Linked DNA regions of Mus musculus: region 1 is linked to region 2. The links are chromatin contacts, called in public Micro-C maps. All regions are on one chromosome and are shown on one strand. Each heading gives the region's core, a stretch centred on a gene start, on an enhancer-like site or on the middle of the called end of the contact. The rest is flanking DNA. Distances are from core to core; before and after follow the strand shown.

Evidence for each region. A called contact is a pair of places that touch in the nucleus more often than the background predicts.
Region 1: a Micro-C map of embryonic stem cells shows a contact between it and region 2, with 11 times the contacts expected there. The contact joins the promoter of Tlx3 here to the promoter of Otx1 in region 2. A contact is called at or near these places in 3 of 484 Hi-C or Micro-C datasets (embryonic stem cells and uterus).

The regions. Positions count from the first base shown.
Region 1 is chr11:33,201,386-33,205,145 of GRCm38.p6, reverse strand. Tlx3 (T cell leukemia, homeobox 3) reads left to right here and starts at 1,558. Exons shown (of 3, transcript NM_019916.2): 1 at 1,558-2,107; 2 at 2,474-2,717; 3 at 3,657-3,760. The coding sequence starts at 1,687.
Region 2 is chr11:21,999,821-22,003,725 of GRCm38.p6, reverse strand. It overlaps Otx1 (orthodenticle homeobox 1), which reads left to right and starts at 2,075. Exons shown (of 5, transcript NM_011023.3): 1 at 2,075-2,178; 2 at 2,537-2,604. Gm32517 (a long non-coding RNA gene) reads right to left here. Exons shown (of 3, transcript XR_003949861.1): 2 at 3,869-3,905; 3 at 3,142-3,292.

The sequences.
Region 1 (3,760 bases), core at 309-2,808, about 11 Mb before region 2:
AGACTGACTAGGGAATCAAGCCCCTGCTGCCTCCTGCCTGTGCTCTGACCCCACTGGGGAAGAAATCCACCTGTCCAAGATACCTCTGCAAATAAAAAACTACCAACAAAATGAACACTTACCACCTACCATAAACATATGCTGGGTGTGGGGGTGGGAAGGGAGCCGAGCGATGTGCTGTACCTACTAAGTGTAGGGCTCTATGCTCTTAGCACTCTCAATATCTCTCTCACAGTGCTCGAATACACAGTGCACGCTTTGCCCCATTTTACAAATAAAAACCTAAAGTCTCAAATGAATTTCAAACTTACTGAGCTATAAAGTGGCCCGCCCAAACCTACACACAACTTCTGACCAACATCACAGACATGGCTTGGGGCTTTCATAGTCAGGAAACCAGAGGAAGAGGCCTTGCCGCGAGTGTAGCGCTCAGAGTTTACAGCCAACGACTTTACAATCGGCCGCTAAGAAATGACTCTGGGTCTCACCCAGACCGAGAGAAAGGTGACCACTCCCCATGTGGTGCTGGCCACGGTGTTACCGGGCTAGTGTGGACAGTCCCGAAGGCGACAGCAGATCCTAGGGTGGTCAGCGTCTGGACTGAACTGCAGCCGGTAGGAGCTCGCTGCTCAAATTTCCAAAGGAAATTTCTCCATCTGCTCTAGATGGGAACCGCCCCCTTATGTGCCACTAACGACTGAGGTCCCCAAACCTGCTGCACCTCGGAGGGGTCCCAAACCAGCGACCATGGCCCTAACTATCCCGCAACGAATTTCAAGGGGCTGAATCCCAGTTCCCCACCAGTTGACCTCGGGTCCCTAGTCCAACCGGGCCCGTACGCGTGGGCACCTGCTAGTCACCGCTCAGTCCTCCTGGCTGGGACCAGGAAGCATCTCCAAAGTGCCCGCGACGCCTCGTTGGAAGCCCGGGCGAGGACAAATTCTCCCCACGCGGGTCGGTGTCCTAGGTGGCGTGGAGAACGCTCCGGTGCTCCCCTTGTTCCACGGGTGGACAGCGCCGAGCTTGCACCCCACAATGCTACGCTTTCGTTGCTCCGAAGGAGGGCGAACGGCCCGATAGGCTTCCGCAGATTTCGTAGGACCGTTCTTGGGTTGCATCTCTGCTGTGGCTGAAGATTCATTTTGTTTGGGGTTTACGCAGATGAAAATATTTAGAAGACAACGAAAACCCCCGCGGCAAAAGGCCATTTCCCCAGCAGCGCCTACGGGCGGGTGCGGCGGCGGGAAACGGCCGAGCCCGGAGCGGGGAGCGTCTGCTAATTGCAGCTTCGTTAGATTTCGGGTTTGAGAAGCTGCGGTTCGGGCGCTAATATCCGCCGCCCATTATCCCGGCTAATAAATTTGACCTATTGTTCGTTTGTTAAAATGATGTCACCTTGGAACAGTCCCTAAGCTCCTATTTCCATGAATTAGGCCTTTATTGAAAGCCGGGAGCCAATGAGAGAAGAGAGGCTTGTTGATCGCAGCCAATGGCTGCGGCGGGAGAGGAATTAGCAGCGGAAACTCCAGGTTCGGTTCAAGAAAGATGACACAGAGCCTGTCGGGCCCGCGCACTCTTGGCAAAGTTTCAGTGCGACTGGAGGCGCCGGGCGCTCCATGGCCGCGCCGTAACGGGGACCCAGCAGCCTCCCCGCCCAGCCCAGCCCAGCCCTTCCGCCCGCCCAGGATGGAGGCGCCCGCCAGCGCGCAGACCCCACACCCGCACGAGCCCATCAGCTTCGGCATCGACCAAATCCTCAACAGCCCGGACCAGGACAGCGCGCCCGCCCCGCGGGGCCCCGACGGCGCCAGCTACCTGGGAGGGCCCCCCGGGGGCCGTCCGGGCGCCGCGTACCCGTCTCTGCCCGCCTCCTTTGCGGGCCTCGGCGCGCCCTTCGAGGACGCGGGATCTTACAGTGTCAACCTAAGCTTGGCCCCCGCCGGCGTGATCCGGGTGCCAGCGCACAGGCCGCTCCCTGGGGCCGTGCCGCCGCCTCTGCCTAGCGCGCTGCCCGCTATGCCCTCGGTGCCCACGGTCTCCAGCCTAGGCGGCCTCAATTTCCCCTGGATGGAGAGCAGTCGCCGCTTTGTAAAGGACCGCTTCACAGGTGAGCAGAGCGAACCACCAGGAGCCAGGCCTCGGCTCTCCCGGGGCCAGGGGCGCCGCGCCCTGTGCACCCCACTCCCAGGATCGATTCCAGAGGCCCAGGCGTGGCGGAGGCCTCGGCACCCAGAGCTCGGGGCGGCTATGGGTGGGGGGAGGTTGAAGGTAAATCGGAGAGTTATGGGTCGGGGGAGGGGGGAAAGAAACCAACGTCCCAGGGAAAGGGGGGGGGGCGTCCCTGCCTGGCTTGAAGCTGCGGAGGGGACTCGCGGGACGAGCGAAATAGCGGAGCACTGTGTCCCACGGGGCTCCACGTGTGGCCCGAACGGTGGTAGGGCTGGGCTTCAAGGGGCCTCATGTGTCTCTGCAGCGGCGGCCGCGCTCACGCCCTTCACCGTGACCCGGCGCATTGGCCACCCCTACCAGAACCGGACGCCACCCAAGCGTAAGAAGCCGCGCACGTCCTTTTCCCGGGTGCAGATCTGTGAGCTGGAAAAGCGCTTCCATCGCCAAAAGTACCTGGCCTCGGCCGAGAGGGCGGCGCTCGCAAAGTCCCTCAAAATGACGGACGCGCAGGTCAAGACCTGGTTCCAAAATCGGAGGACCAAGTGGCGGTGAGAGAGGCCCGGCCCGGCCCACCACGCACCTGCCCTGCACCTGCCCCGCCCTGCGCGGCAGTCCAGCATCACGCCCTCTCCTGTGCTAGCTCCTACCCGCGCCCCCTGGACCATGCATCGCCCTTCTTTTACAGATTTGTTGTCCTTTCTTCCCACCGACCTGTATCCCTCTCGCCATCTCTCCCACGCCTCGGCGTCTCCATTTTCAGGCCCATCTCGCCAGTGTTTTGTTTCGCCTCCTTTGCTCGTTTGGGTTCCTCCCACCTGCCCCCCACCACACACACCCCGGGCCTCCCACACTCTCCTCCCTCTCTCATTCTAGCCCACCCACTCGGATTTCGGATTGATGGCCAGGGCTGTTTTAGGGTCCTCTCTCCAACTCTGCTTTTTTCTTTTCCTTTTTTTCTTTTTAATACTATCTTTGCTTCCATCCAACCCGTAAACGACGAAGAAGCTCTATGTTCTAGAGAGGGCTTCAAGATAGTGCCTGGTAGACACCCCGTCAAGTGTCGCCCAGCTGGTGGTGCACAGCCCGCCAGTCCACCCGTGGGCACAAGTGACCCCATTGGCCGCAGGACCAAGTCAGTTATACACTGCCCTGCCGCTCTTATCCCGCAGGGGGTAACAAAACACACACACACACACACACACACACACACACAAAACAAGATTTATTGTTGACAAGGCCACAAAATCCGGGTGTGCAGGTGGACGGGCGGGCAGAGTGCCTTCCCAGCGCCCCCGGGGTGCACAAACAAAACCCAATGGTTCCACCCGTCCTCCTGCCCCGCGGACCTCGGGGCAAGTGTGTGCGGGCCGCAGGCGGCTTCGCCTCGAGGGGCCGGGAGGCTCTGTTCCCGGGAGGGCTGGGGCCCGCTGGTGGCCTAGCAAACCCCAGTGCGTGACGGTGCTGTCCCTCTCCCTCCCCGGGTGCAGGCGGCAGACGGCGGAGGAGCGGGAGGCGGAGCGGCAGCAGGCGAGCCGGCTCATGCTACAGCTGCAACACGACGCCTTCCAGAAGAGCCTCAACGATTCCATCC
Region 2 (3,905 bases), core at 826-3,325:
CAGTTCACTCCCCAGGACGTCAACATTTTCGTGCCCGCCAAACTAGTGCACCCTAGCCTGCGCCTTTCCCTGGAAAAGGGGGCAGGAGTATATTTCGTTTCTTTCTTTAAACTCAGGAAAGTCCCGGTGGCTGAGACTGATCGTCTGTCTGCCTTGGGGTCTACTTCTGGTAGGGACCTGAGAGCCTAAGGTGTGTGCTCACTCCGGCCAGCGCTGTGCTCTGCGCTGTTTCTTTTCTGCCTGCAGGTTTATCTCTCTCACTCTCATTTCCCCCCTTTCCCCGCGTTCTTTTATTCTGCTTTCTCTTTCTCTCGCTTTTGTGAATGGGCCGCGGTGTCTTTGTTCTGGAGAGAAGCGCCCGTGTCGCTGACTTTTGTGAACCAGAGAAGGATCTTGTAAAACCTCCTTTTCTCCTCCGTAGTCCCCTCTCACACCCCTCCTTCCCTGCCCCTTTGATTAGATGTTCCCTCATCGTTCAAAAAAAAAAATGTAATTTCGTTAGTCTGGCGGCCACTTTCTTTGAACATTAGCTCGCTTTCAGCTCCAACTTCAATTAGAAGGAGTTGATTTTGAGAGACCAACAAAAGAACCGACCAAAGCCTTATTAAAGGTCCTAAGAAGATCTCTCGGTCCTTTGAGAAGCAGTTAAGGAAACAGTGTGCCCTCCGTCATATTCTGTTACCGTATTTTATTCGGACTCCAAAGAAAAGTGTCGCGTGGGGGAGGGGAGAAGCACTTTGATGAGCGGCAGTCGCGGCCCTTTTCACTCAGCGGGCTCCCCCCTTCCTTCTGGTCGCCCCGCACCCGGTCAGCGACCACAGCGGACCGCGCGGCCTGGGCATCGCGGTGCTCCGCTCTACCTTGCTCTCGGCGGCTGCCGAACTCACCCACGCACATACTGTGGTTCAAACTTTTCGCCCGCCTGTTGGGGTGAGAACGGCAGAAGATGAGGAAAAAGAACTAGGAAAGAGTGTAAGTGTGGTCCCTAGTATTCAGTAGGAGATGCCATGTAAAAATATTGCCTTGTTCGGGGTTGGGCCGAAAATACTCTTCCCTCTCGCTTTGAAAAGTACACACAAGAAGACGATCTCAGCAAGTTTATTCGGCTGGAAACTGGGGTCTGCCAGTAAGAACAATCCGGGGAAATTGTTTCGAGGAGGCTCCTCCAGTAAGGTGTAGAAAATGAAGTGAGAGGGATCGGGGTGTGTAGCCACATTTTCCACCAGACTGTTCGTTGTAGGTGGAGATCTGGAAAGACTGACAGATTGTGAAAAAGAAAGTTTTCTATCAAATCCATGAGAGAGAGAGAGAGAGAGAGAGAGAGAGAGAGAGAGAGAGAGAGAGAGAGAGAGAGAATGTAAGGAGATTTGAGTTCCAACGGTTCCGAAGAAGCTTTTAGGACTTGCGAACACCTTTGGTGAGACTGCCTGGGAGCCCCTGGAAACGCTGTGCAGCTGGGAATTGGCGGCGCCTCCCCTGCCGGTGCTCTTTCTGGGCGCAAGAGTCCCGGGTCGCCGCAGGGCGCCCTGCGCGCCGAGAGCTGCACCCCCACTCCCGGCTCCGCTCAGCAGCCCGCGCCGGCGGCGACCGCTGGTTGTGGGGGAGCGGAGGAGGAGTTGCTGGGGCCCCAGGGAGCATCAAGGAGTGCCAGGGGCCAGCACGCCCCGAGTCCTCGGCCTGGGAAGCCTGGCTCCCACAGTGCGGCAGAGCCTGGCGGCGCGCGCGCGCGAGCAGGAACCGGTTATCCAGCAGCTTGACGCCACTCCTCCGGAGCGCGGCCCGGGCAAGGGGAGGGCGGGGGCCCTCGGGCGAGCCTTGGGACCCGGGGCCCCCTCTGTGCCAGCAACTCCGGCGCAGCCTTCGCCCTCCTCAACTCGTTCTGAGCGGAATTTGCCAACCTAGACCCAGAGTTAGCGCGCGACCGGGGCGGGGCCGGCGCGCGGGGAGGGAGGAGGTGGGGGCGAGGGAGGGCGGGGGCGCGCGGAGGTAACCCGGGCTCGCCATTGCCCAGCTCCCTGTCACTCAGTCCGCTCTAGGCCCCCTATTGGAGGCCGAGCCCCGTTACGCACTCGCCTCGCGTTCACATACCCGGGGAGGGCAGTAGAAAGGTGATCAATCTTCATCAGGCTACATTTCCAATCACCTAAACAACCGAGCAAGACAAGCCACTCCGACAAGGTAAATTGCTTGATTTATTTAGTTTGCCAAGTGACTATGCAGGATTTCTCCAGTCCCTACCGCCTCCGGCTTGCTCCGAGAGAGTGCAGCTGCCAGCGCAAGCCACCTCCTAACTCTGTCCCTCGAACACCCCCTACTCACCCACCCCACCCCCCGGGTCCCGGGCGAGGCCAGGTCTTGAGAGGAAAAGCATGTGGGACTTTGCAACAAAGTGTTTGAGCAATAAAGTGAAACCTGGAGGTACACGCACAGAGCTCCTAGAAAAAATGCAGGAGACGGGAAGAGGGAAGTTGAGGGAAGAGGAAAGCCTAGGGTCCCGCCGTCTCCGGGGTAATACCTGTGCGCCTCCGTTTTGCAGGTTGGCTGCCGGCGAGTCTCGGTGAAGGCGAGAGGTAGATGGTGAAAAGCCGCGACTGCGGAGGGCAGGTAAGGAGGGAGTCGCCGGGCCGCGCGCCACCCCGGGACGATGGTGGCCCCTCTCGTCTCCCCGTCCTCTAATCGACCCCCGCTACCTCTGTCCGGGGCAGGTGGGCGGGGTTGGAGTGAGAGGCCGGGCGCCCCTTGGCTGCCCTGGGGACCCCAGGCCGCTCGGGAGCCGGCCGCCCCCTCCCCCGCCTCCTCCGAAGCTGCGGAACTGGGCTGCTAAGTTAGACGAAAGTACTCGAAAACTCACACCGCAGCCGGGCTTAGCCGCGGAGGCTGCAGGCCTGTGGCCCTTCGGCCCAAGCTCTTTGAATCCTTCCTTTCCGCCTTATGTGCTCGCTGACCTCCCCCCACCCCCTTAGTCTAGGCTGAGGGTCCCCCAGGGCTGAGGCGGGGAAAGGAGTTGGGATGGGGGAGCTGCTTTAGTTTTACCTCCCTTTCTCCCCGGAATCTCCTACCCTTGGGTCCTGGGATGTAGCTTCAAGCCCCCCGCCGGTCCCAGTCATACTCCCAGAACCCCTTCTTTTGCTGGAGCAGAGCTGCGTGGGCTCAGAGTGTCTGCGCCGAGCCTCGCCCTCCCGGTCGGCTGTGCGTGAGCTTTACAACCTGAGGCCTAGTTCCTTGCTCTCCATCGGGTTCATATAGGACGGCCGATGCGACGCGACCTGGCACGCTAGGCCTTCCAAAATCCCTAGAATGTTTGGGGCGCTGGGTTGGCCATCAAATTCTGGTGGGACTCGGTGTGCTTAGCAGACTTGGTAGAAAGAAGGCCCGCCTGTGCGAGCAAAGGAAGAGGGGTGACCGCCTCGGAGGTACCCCTGACCTTGGGCGGCATCCTGAAACTGCCACTTCTACTGTGGTGCCTTTGGCGTCTTCTTGCCGCCTTAGCCTGGCCTGGGCCGCATCTACCCTGGAGGTGCGGTGGGATTCCTGTTCAGCTATCTCTTAGTGCTAGGGGCCCAGAGAGGTCAACTAGAAAGGTGATTGCAGGCTCTGGGGTAGGAGGCAGCGCTGGAGATCTTTGAAGAAATGATGTGGCCAGTGAGCCTTGGCGACCCAAGGTGTATTCACCTTGGGCCTCTGTATTACTTGCCATTTTGTCCCTCTTTCAAAAATATTTCAAACTAAACGAAATAACCCGGTATCTCTGTGCGGCCTGCCCTCCCGGCGCCAAATGAACATTTGCTTGAGCAAATTGCTTCCGCCACACTAAAAAAAAAATTGACTTCACTTGGGATTTTGCACCCTCCGCGGTCCCGGCTCTCACCTCCTCAGCCTGATCACGCTTTAACTTTTCCTTCCTG